Regions from separate parts of the Strix aluco genome. Here region 2 is linked to region 1. Evidence: chromatin contacts called from public Hi-C data. All regions are on one chromosome and are shown on one strand. The core of a region is the stretch at or near the end of the contact, and the rest is flanking DNA. Distances in the headings are between cores, read along the strand shown. Region 1 holds the start of PAXIP1 (PAX interacting protein 1). Region 2 holds the start of INSIG1 (insulin induced gene 1).

The links. Hi-C and Micro-C count contacts between places; a contact is called where the count stands out from the background.
Region 2: a Hi-C map of brain shows a contact between it and region 1, with 3 times the contacts expected there. The contact joins the promoter of INSIG1 here to the promoter of PAXIP1 in region 1. A contact is called at or near these places in 2 of 2 Hi-C or Micro-C datasets (brain and heart).

What each region holds. Positions count from the first base shown.
Region 1 is chr1:112,454,783-112,460,548 of bStrAlu1.hap1, forward strand. PAXIP1 (PAX interacting protein 1) reads right to left here and starts at 3,776. Exons shown (of 21, transcript XM_074831474.1): 1 at 3,680-3,776. The coding sequence starts at 3,766.
Region 2 is chr1:112,618,203-112,623,588 of bStrAlu1.hap1, forward strand. It overlaps INSIG1 (insulin induced gene 1), which reads left to right and starts at 2,018. Exons shown (of 6, transcript XM_074831485.1): 1 at 2,018-2,213; 2 at 2,665-3,083; 3 at 5,063-5,187. The coding sequence starts at 2,681.

The DNA.
Region 1 (5,766 bases), core at 2,526-5,025:
GGCTGTTCTTGCCACCACACAGTCAGGAATGGGAGGGAATGTTTTGTTCTACACACCAATCTCCTAAGCCACGGGACACCTTCCTGTATGAAATCCCATTAACCACAAGGTAACACAAGATGCTATAATTCCAATGGGAAAAGCTAAATCAAAATAAAGCACTTTTGAAAATAGTAGATATTTAAGAACAGCCACACCACACAAGGTTCTTGTCTCACACAGCTCTCCCTGAGCTGCAAGCCCCATTCAACTCTTTCAGGGAAAGCAAAAACCAGGAGTGAATGTAATGAATGCTGAGCACCCAAATCTGACAGCACAAGACAGAAGTTACAAGTAATGAGCTGGAAGTATGAATTTTTTTATATCGAAACAATGCTGCATTAAAGTGTTTGTGCAGAGTCTGCTTATGCAAAAAGTTACTCTAGTTTCAGGTCATAAGTTTAAACACTATAACTATGATAGATAATAACTTCATGTGATTATTTAAAGTGGTACGAAAAAGACTTTTCCTAATTTAGCTCATGTCAACTTCAAAATCCTGTTAGAACACAACTCCTTCAGTTTAAGGAGTGCCTGGACAGAAAAGTTGTATTGGCACAGTTAAAGAACTTCACCTATACTAGTATCAACCATATACCTGTAACTAGAAAATAAAATGCTGAAAAGCCCTAATATGATCATTGTAAAAAATCCTGTACTTCAGGTGTTAGTTCATACCCATTAAATGAAATTTCATTTTTTTGGGAATATAAATTTTACCTTTGTCCTCTCCCACTAAAATGCTGGAAGAAACAAGAGGAATAGTTCAAAGCAAAGAAGAAAGAACGGGAATAAAAAAAAAAGTAATAATAAAACAAGAGATAACCAGAACCCAAATATCCTGCTCAAAGTCCTTATGCTGCATTGCATTACTTTTTATCTCTTTCTGTATGAAATACTGATTTTAACTGTTGTTACCAAAGCATGATGGTTTGGGTTTACATCTTTAGGAAAGTAGGAAAATCATTCATTTAAAAAAATAATAGCTGATATCTACTCATCACCCCCTGTAAAGTGTGAGCAGCCAAATGCACATCCCAATGGAATGGATTTAAAGTTGAGAGCCAGCATCCTAATTCCCTCTCATTTGCCAAAGAACATCTAGGCACAATTCCAGACTTTTGTTTCCCTTCTAGTTTATGCTAGGTAATCGGTATGCAGTTACCCACCTGAATATAAACTTTTTTTTTTTCTTCTTACTCTTGGATTTGTTTTGATTAGAGTGGTCACTTGTGCTAGGCCTGTTTTAATGTTTATTAAGATAACTGGTTTTCCATGAAACCACTTGGAAAATTAGGGTGATCAAAGCGTGCTCCTCTCCAAAAGATGAAGGAGGAAACTTCTTTTCAAAATCAAGCTAGCATCTGTTTGTATATGAAGAAGTAAAGAGCCCCAAATATATTATATTACTAATGGAACAACACTATAAGAACTGTTTTTAAAAGCAGTTTGTGGAGTTTAGAATTTCTGCCTTCTGTCTCAGTTCAAAACACGATTGGTAAACACTCCTCTTGTTCAGGTTGCTCCCAGGGTACCACAGAGGGCACCTGCAGAAGAAAGGACAAAGGCACCCACGAAGAGCTGGCCCCAAGCTCAGCCCAACATACTTCCTTGCTCTGACATCGGCTCTGCAACCCAGCCCAGGCAGGGCTCAGCCCTCCCCAGTGCCTGGTGCTCCCGAGGGCTCACCAGTGCAGGCACCAGTACAGGCAGAAGAGAGCCCTGGCCTCCGTATAACACCGTGCCAGGCCAGCAAGCCATTTCAGAAACCAGAGCACCGGAGGGAACAGTGTTTAAACAGGCCAGCCAGCCACAGAAACAGCTCAGAGCCACAGGACTTCTCAACTCACGATGAGAAAGTGGCTAAGGAGCTCCCAGAATGACCTGGTCTTGGAAGCAGCGTAGCCAGTTCTGCTGCAGTGCTGTGCCTGACCTCAGCAACTCCACCAGAGCCACCTTCGGCGTCTGCCTGCAACCCAGAGAAGCCATCCACAAATAGAGGAGAATTTAGTGTACCTAATTTTGAGCAAATCAAAGCCTTAAGGCAATGACACCAACTGCTAAGAAAAATAAAACTTAACATAAGAAAGAAAACCAGATTAACAGAATGCTTGTTTACTCACTCTATGGGAATACCACTGATTGTCTTGCTATGTCAACACAGAACTAACTACATGCCTTTTGGGACACTATTTATATGATAAATGATATACGAGAGTCCTATTGTTTTGTTGCACTCATCTTCCTACACACAGTAATATTGCTGCTATAGGTTTTTTTTTTTAATACAGGAATTGTTATTCAAGCTCTAACATGTTGTCAAAAAATTTATGTCTGAAGACCTTGGGGTTTTTTTCCTGCTCTTAACTATATTCCTAGACTGTATTTCTTTTAGCATATAATCCTATTCCTATGAATAAAAACTCTCTCAACAGGTCAGTGCCTATGTCTCAAGTTCACTTAAAGGCCTGGAAGAGTCAGTGAATGCCAAAACATGAGATTAAATGAACCCAATGCTGAACTACGATTCAACTGCAGCAACTACCAAAGCAGCAAAGACTTTCATTTCAGTGTGAAATGCGTAGTAATCTGCACGAAGGTGCTGTCCGAAAGCTAGATACGGTACACTTCAAACACTCGTCTAATTGGACATGCCACAGAAACTTTTTTTAAAACCACCTTCACCCAACATGACTGGGTGTTATTAACTAGAAGGCCAATTTCATCATCTCGGGGATTGCCCTAAACCAGAGTAGGCCAACCTTGTCGTGCAGGGTATTGCCCTAGGTCAGAGGGCTGGATGGTCATTTGTCAGCACCTTCTGCTCCTTGCCTCCTCTGCGTCAGGGCAGGGAAAATACGGAGATGACGCCTCAACCACATCAGCACCTCTGCACACCCAACGGGTCCAAAAGGTCCTGGGGCGGGCACCAGAGCCCCGGGGGTCCCGGGCTGAGCCCACACCGCGGCGGGAGGGGAGCGGGCGGGCAGGCACGTCCGTGTGGGGAGGGGGCAGCCCGCCAAGCCATCCTTTACGAAGCCTCCCTGCGCCGAGAGCGGCCTGCCACCCTCACCGTCCTGGATCCGGATACAGCGGCGGGGCGGGGACGGGAGGGGCCGGGGCTGCCACCGCGGGGCGCCGAGGGCGGGCAGGCGGGCGGGCCCCAGCGCGGCCCTGCGGAGCGGCCCACAGCCGGGCCGGAGGAGCGGCCGGCAGAGCCGCTGCCCCGCTCAACGGCCGGCTGCCCGCCCGGCCCGGGCTGGCACAGGAAGTCCCTTCGCCCGCCCCTCCTCCGCTCAGGCGGCTACAGGGCCTGCGCGCCGGGGCCGCTGGCTCCCATGGCGGGTGGCGGCGCGCTGCCCGCGGGCACGGCCGATACCGGCCGTTACCCCGCCCCACCCCCCAGGGGCGCGCGCGCTCCCCGCCCCCCCCCCCCGCGCCTTTCCCGGGAGGCGGCCGGGCGCGTGCGGCGAAGCGGCGCGTGAGCGTCGAGCCCGCGCGGGAAGTGTCGGGGCGGGGGGGGGGGGGGGGGGGGGGGAGAGAGGAGCTGGACGATCCCCCATTGCCCCCCCCGGGCGTGGGGTGGGGGCACGGGAGGAGGGAGCCGAGGGAGGGGGCACGGGGGAGGGTGACCCGGTACCTTGGGGTCGATGTCTCCCACCACGAAGAACTTGACATCTTTGAACATCTCCTCCGGCACTTTCAGCTCCTCCTCGTCCGCCGACATGGTCCCGGCCGCCGGCACCGCGGCCCCCCCCGCGCCCCCTCCCAGATCCCCCCTGCGCTCGCCGCGGAGAGCCGCTGGGGCCCGGGTCTCCCGTCCCCTCCCCCCGCTCGAGCCGCCGAACCGCGCGAGCAAGGCGCGCGCTGCGGGACACACCATCCCCCGCCGGGACGCGGGGGGGGGGCAGCGGGAGGGGAGACCCGCCCGCTCACCGCGGCTCCCCCCGCCCGAGCAGCTGCCCCCGCTGCCGCGGGACAGCGCCGGGCTCCGATCCGCGGGCGCTGCCTCTGCTCCTCCCGCTCTCTCCGAACCGGACCGGGAGCCAGCATCCGGGCCCACGGCTCCCCCCGCACGAACGCGATGGACTCGCCCCGAACGACAGAGGCGGGCAACGGGGATGCCCGGACCCGCCCCTTGGCAAGCGGGCGAGGGAAGGGGGGAGGGGAGCTCCCCGCCCGCCAGCCCCGCCTCTCAGCACCGCCCCAGGCCCCGCCCCGGCCCCGCCCCCGGCCCCGCCGCGGCACGGATCTCCTCAGCCGCTGCCGCCGTCCGCTCCCGCCCCGGCGCGGCCTCGCCTCCCCCCGCACCCCGCAGGCGGGGCGAAGGGGCCCTCGCAGGGCCGAGGGCAGCAGTGGGTGGCGGCCGGCGGCCCCCTCATACGGCGGGTTTCCGTGCGCCCCCTGAGTCCTGGTCCCCGGGCTGGGCCTTGCATGGCTCTGAGGGCCCGGGCCAGGCTGCAGCCGCACTCCTCATCCTCAAAACCGCGGTGAAAGCGAGGAGTCAAGGCTGTGGTACTCCCATTTTCTTCATTATTTCAGGCTTTCATCTCTGTCCATCGGGGGAAATTAAGCAACAGCCAGCGACTCACCACTGCAAGCAGTGACAAACAATACACTACATACGCTGTACACAAGTTACAATATTTTGCTCTTGCCAGTTTCAAACCATTTTCTCAATTCATCAAGAACCTTTCGAAATTCAGTCCTTTCCCAAAAAAAAACATGTTACCCCTTCCAGCTGGGAGTGTCTGCAAATCCAATAGGTGTGATACCTATTCCATCATCCAACTTGCTAATGAACATACTGACTACTACCGAAATCATACTTTTTCCCTCAGAAGTCTACTCAAAGCATCCTTCTATGTTGATGGTAAACTATTCAAACCTAGAGGGGGATGTACCTTTCCTAACATCAGATAACTGACCAGGAAACAGAAATAAACACTTTACCTTTATAAAATGACAGCTGTAGTCCACAGAGAGAAATGAGCACTTTCAAGAGCCTGATTGATCCAGCATATTTTAAACATTTGTGCATTGTCCAATAAACTTTGCCCCCACATTACTCTTTCCAAAGGAGTTTTGGACAATATTTCCCTCCCATACTTAAAAGTTACAAGATGGCATCAAAAGGCTTACCGAAATTAAAATACAGGACACCTATTGTTTGCCTCCTATCTACAAGGCCTGTCACACTCTCCCAGGAGAAAATTAGATTTCTTTAACCTGAGTTATTCCTGAAATATAACTGGTAGAAACTACTAATCTGTTTACAAGCAATTTATTATTTATCCAGTATTTTGGGGGGACTTGAAGTGAAATTTGTAGTATACAAGTTCCTAACATTTCTCATCTTTTTTCAACAAAGGTGCTTCATCTGCCTTTCTGGTCTCCTGGACCTCCACATAACATCTACCCCTTTCTACTCCAGCTACATAAGAAATACCCAACCTATCACCTGTTCTTGTCGTACTCCAGAAAGAGATCTCACCCTTTGGTTGCAGGTTCTATTGTATTGCCCCTCCAATTACAATCTATTTTTTAGTGAAAACCAAGGTAAAAAGTCCTTAAACTTTTATATGATACACTTGTTTCATAGTGCAGGAAAAAAAAGTAGAAATAACCATCTGCTTTTAAATCTGTTTATCCCTTTCATCCAATAATTCATATCCTCATCTCACTTTCTGTCTTTTCTAATAACTCTTGTCTAGGGTCATTTTCTTC
Region 2 (5,386 bases), core at 768-3,267, 160 kb after region 1:
GGGAATGAATTCTAGCCCATATTTAGAGCCGCCAAAGGTATTGCTTAGCGGTCCAGGGATATAAATTGCCTGCATCGATTCAAAACTCGTACACAGTTGCCATTGAAGGGAAGTGTTATGTCTGCATGTGATTTCCTGAAACAAATCAAATGTTTCTTCAGAGGAACCCATAAAATGCTGACAATATATTAAGACTGTTTTCTCTGAAAATAGTTAACTTGAACTTATAGTGCAGGTCCACTGGGTCAGAAAAAAATATTAAGAAAAGGAAATAAATCATGACTTCAAAACTCTGACAGAAGAATCCAAACAATTTTAGCACATGAGACTAAAACCAAAAGCTGTTTCCATACATTACTTGAGATAAAACAGCAATGGAAACTGAATATTTACAATTCCATGTACAGAGGACACATTTACAGTGGTCCAGCAGTAAAGTTGACGAGACAGGGCTGGGCTGATCCCAAGCTAGTCAGTATTAAAAGTACTGGGCTCTTCTGTCACTTCCAACAGTGGCACTAACAATGTGTCCATCACCAAGACAGTCGAGTACGTTGTCCAAAGGCACGCTGCTCAGCAGGCTCTGCTATCCTAACTCTTTGCATCCCAGCTAGAACTGAGCAGAGATCAGAAGGGATAGCCATATCCCAGATGGATTTTACTCTTTACGATATACAGAACACCTGCCTCTTTACCTATCTTTAATTGATTCCATATTTTTTATTTGTTACATTTAACATATCGATGAAAAACAATGGAACCATCATTGAACACTGATGGTCCAAGAACCTGAAGCATCATTCTGCCCATCACAGGCGTGACTAGCACCTACTCTTAAATGCTCAGTGTCACTGCTTGGGGAGCCATTGGGTCCTACATTCTTTCCAGCTGTAAAGAGGGCATACCTCATGGAAAAAGAAGTCCTGCTGGCTCCAGTGAGGCCAGCTAAATAACCATGAAATCCAGTTATTCCTACTATCAACACACTAGCCTCCAGCATGTCCTGGAGAACTAGCATTTTAAAAAAGAAGTCTAGCAGCTGAGTCCTGCTCTGTAGAGAAATTCTGATGCTGAATTCTAACATGAAGTACTGCTCGCACAGTTGACTATCTCTGCTAGGCCACTTTCCAGGCCCTTGCAGAAACCAGAGGGTGAACTTGCATTTAAGTGTATTTTTACGACGCTACACTAGGCTGGGAGCGTCACGACCCGGGCTTTGCTGGTGCTGGCAGAGTAGCTGCTCAGGTTGTCAGCACCAAGTCAGGAGTCTGGGATCTGCCGGGCACCCCATGGCTGGTCGCTGATGCAGTGTCTCAGTTTGGCGGGGCCTTACGCAGCCATGGGTTTGGCGGGATCTCCTTACACCATCAATTTGGAATCACGACAGCCGGGATCACCGATCCCTTCCTCTTCAGGAGACGCCGCAACAGATGCCTTCAACCCTGCCCATGACTAACTGCCGTCTCCCAAGGGAGCAGCCCACCACGGCGGGCTGGGCGAGCAGGTGAGGGCTGGCCTGCAGAGGCCACCGCCACCGGCAGCCCCACCGCGAGCATCAGCACCGCCGCTGTCACCCCAGGGGGTGCCAGGTGCAGCCGGGCCCCGGCTCTCCTCAGGGCTCCCCCCTCAGCGGGACGTTACAGCCGGGGGCGGGGGAAAGCTGTGGGCGCCCCGCGCGCGCTCCCGCCCCGCCCGCCACTGGCCGCGGCCCAGGGCGGGGAGGCCGGGGAGGGGGAAAGCGGGGGGGGGGGGGGGGTGGCCCGGCCGGGCCGGCGGCGCCGCGCGGTCCTGCCGCCGCCAGCCGCGGTGCGGGCGGGGGGAAGGCGGGTGGTGTGTCCCGCACGTCATATCAGCCGCCCGGCCGGGATTGGCTGCGCCGCCTCACCCGACTGGACGCGGGCGCCGGGGCTGGCGCGGCGGCTCCCGCGCTCGGCGCTGGCGCCCGGCCCCGCCCCGCCCGGCGCGGCCCGGCCCGGCCCGAGGGGAGGGGAGGGGTGGCGTGGCGGAGCGGCGGGCCCGTCGCTGCCTCCGGCCGCGGGTAGGTCGGCGGCGGGTAACGTGACACCCGCGGCTGGGTGCTTATAAACCTTACACGGGGCGCGGGCCGGCGGCGGCGAGCCGGGAGGGAGGCGGCGGAGCGGCGGCCGTTCGCCCTCCCCCACGGGCTGAGGCGACGGCGGCAGCAGCAGCAGCGACGGGCGCAGCCCCCTGAGGTGAGGGGGCGGGGGGCCCGCTCCCACGGTGCCCGGCGGGGAGAAGAGGGCTGGGGAAGGGGGCCGCCGTTTTACACCCCCGAGCCGGGAAGCGAAGCCCGTCTCGGAGGGAGAGGCGGCAGCGCGGGTGGGTCTGACGGGAGCGGCGGGTCCTTGTCCGTGTCCTCCCCGGGGGCCGAGCCTCTCGGGTCACGGCGGGGCGGGGGCCCCGCCGCTGCCAGGCTGAGCCAGCGCAGCCCCTGCCCCCGCGGCCGCTCGGGTGGGTCCGGTCACCCCGCTCCTGCGGCGCTCCCGCCTTCCCCACGGCCCGTCGGGCTAGGAGCCGAGTGCCCGGCGCCTCGGGAGCCCGGGTGGTGCTGGGGGCGGCGGCGGTGTGTGTCAGCGGTGGGCGGGGGGTCGGCCTGACCCGCTGTTGGGGGTTTGACAGCCTGTCCCCGTGCGGGTGTTTCAGGACTCCGGTGAAGCCAATGCCCCGGCTGGAGAACTGCGCCTGGAGCTGTTCCTGCACGGCCAGGGGAAGGCACAAAGCCCAGCTGGGGGGCACGGCTGCCGGGCTGGCCGCCAAGGTGGGCGAGATGCTGAGCTCCTCCGTCTCCAGCCCCTCGCTGACGCTGGTGGGTCACGGAGCGCGCAGCCCCGGCACCTCCCGCGCCGGCAGCACCACCGCCACCAGCAGCAGCAGCAGCACCTTGAACTGGAGTCAGCACCTGGTGCAGAGGGTCGTGGTGCTCTTCGTCGTCGGTGCTTTCATGGCCCTGGTGCTGAACTTGCTGCAGATCCAGAGAAATGTGACTCTGTTCCCTGACGAAGTGATTTCCACTCTGTTCTCCTCCGCCTGGTGGGTGCCCCCGTGCTGCGGGACAGCAGCAGGTGAGTTGCAGACCTCCACGAGTGGGGTTTTTGTTGGTTTTTCTTTCCCCACCCACCCTCCAGTGAGGAGAGGCAGCGGGGCTGAATTAGTGACCTGTTGGGGGGGAGCTTAGCACTGGCACCGCTTGCAGTGAGTGAGGTGAACTCTGCCTTTGGAAGGATGCGTGCCCGCTCCAGCTGTATCCACGTGCAAGAGACACCCACGCGTTTCCCGCGTGTCCGAAGGCGCTTTTTTTGCGCCGGTGCACTCTGAATGTGGGCAAAGTGTATTTTTCGCGCGGCGCGGTCTGGAAGCGCGAGTGAGCAGCTCCAGCGCCGTGGCGCGGAGGCGGGCGGGGAAACACGCGCTCCCCACGCAGCTGCCACCGTGTTCCTCCCGTGACAGCGCGACTCCAGTGCGGGATTCCCCACGGCGGGGCACGAGGGGGCGGGGCGGGGCCGCCCGCCGCCGCGCGGCACCGCCCCCCGCCGCCCATTGGCTGCCGGCGAACTGGTGAGTGGCGGGCGGTGCTCGCCATTGGCTGCCGGCCCGAACTGGCCACGGGCTGGGCCGAAAACAAGGAAGTCACGTGCGGCGGCGGCGCCGGGCCCGCCCCGCCCCTGCCCGTACCCCCCCCTGCCCGTACCCCCCCCTCGCTGCCCGCCCCTTCCCCTGCTCCCCCCTGCCCGCAGCGCCTCCGGAGTTGCCGCGCGAAGTACCCTTTTACCTTGATGAAGGGTTAAAAAGGGGTTAAATCTTAGGAAATAAACCCGCTGTAATCTTTTAATTTGCGTTGAAAGTACTTTAAACAACTCTTCCATGTTTGGGGTTTTCTTAATGCAGCGATGTTGTCACGTGTTATCTGTACCTCTTAGTAAGGGAGTATGAATGATAAACCATAAACTTGAATGAATGATAAAGTGCGCAGTAAAAAGAGATTGCCACAGGTAGTAGTCCAGTGAGAGTTATCACAGCCCTGTCACAGCTGGATTAAACTTCGGCATTTAGCTGTGAATTGTAAGGTAAAAGTCCTGGTACCTGGCATCAGAATAATGAAACTGTTTCAGTATCAGATCACGTGTTTTTCTTAGAATGGCATGTCTTGTGCCTTAATGTAGAAGTTGTTCCTCTTAGGAGTTTAAGCAGGGGAAAAAAACTCGTAGGAAAGGAGATAAACATACATCAGTTAAAGCAGCATGTCTAGCCCTGGAGTTGGTGACAACACATGGAGTAGCAAGGCCTGGAAGAATGAAACTCATCTAGTGTTTGTGCTAGCAACTGAGCTAACACAAGCCTGTGTCTGTCTTCTGCAACCAAATTGCAGACTGATAAGGCTGAGAAAATGCTATATGAGGATAAAAACTTTGTCTGGTTAATAGTATAAGTAGTTATTTTTCTCTGACACAAATATGACTGATGGCAAGTGCTTTAAGTGCGGCTCTGCTTCTATTTGGTGTCAAAATGCATCTGATTTGGATGGGAGCATCAGCTGGCTTGCAGCACAGCAGAAGGAGAGAAAGCATCTCTGCCAAGAAACTTTTGAGTCCAGGAAAATTTTTAATTCAGGGCCTGATTCACAGCTAATGAGTCAAGTTCATAAAACCATCTGCCCTGCATGTGAGGAATAAATGCATGTTCCATACCTCACTGTAATTAAACTTTTTGTGATGCTTTGTTATTTATTGGTACAAAACAAGCATGTGCTCAGGATTTCAAATGAGATATGTTCATGGGAGAGAAGGAGCTTGAAGTCAGATACCTTGACATCGCAATATATGTATCTCTTCTTTAAAGGTTCAAACAGAATATTGCTTGTTAGAGTGGGGGGTTTATTCTTTTCTAAACCGGGGAGGGGGGTAATAATTGTCTTCATCAAGCTTACAGTAGCTGATAAGCACCTTGCTAATATGTCAAGTGCTTATTTACGAAGCTAGTATTTAGTAATATTGAAGTAATCATTGTATAACAGTTAGTACAAGTAGTGTTACTTCTCTTGCAGCTGTTGTTGGCCTGCTGTATCCCTGCATTGACAGCCACCTTGGGGAACCACACAAATTCAAGAGAGAGTGGGCCAGCGTAATGCGATGTATAGCAGTTTTCGTTGGCATTAATCATGCAAGTGCTGTATCCTTGAACTCATTTACGTTGTTGCTCGATGTGCTTAGTCTGTTGTCATGAAACAGTCTCTCCCATTCACATATGGGAGAACTACAAAGGTAAGGATGGTGCTACTGGCAGAGACAAACTTCTGCGAGACATGCAGTACGCTGCAATAGTTACCTTAAGACAGATAACACAGTTCACTTAAAAGTAATTGGGGGGT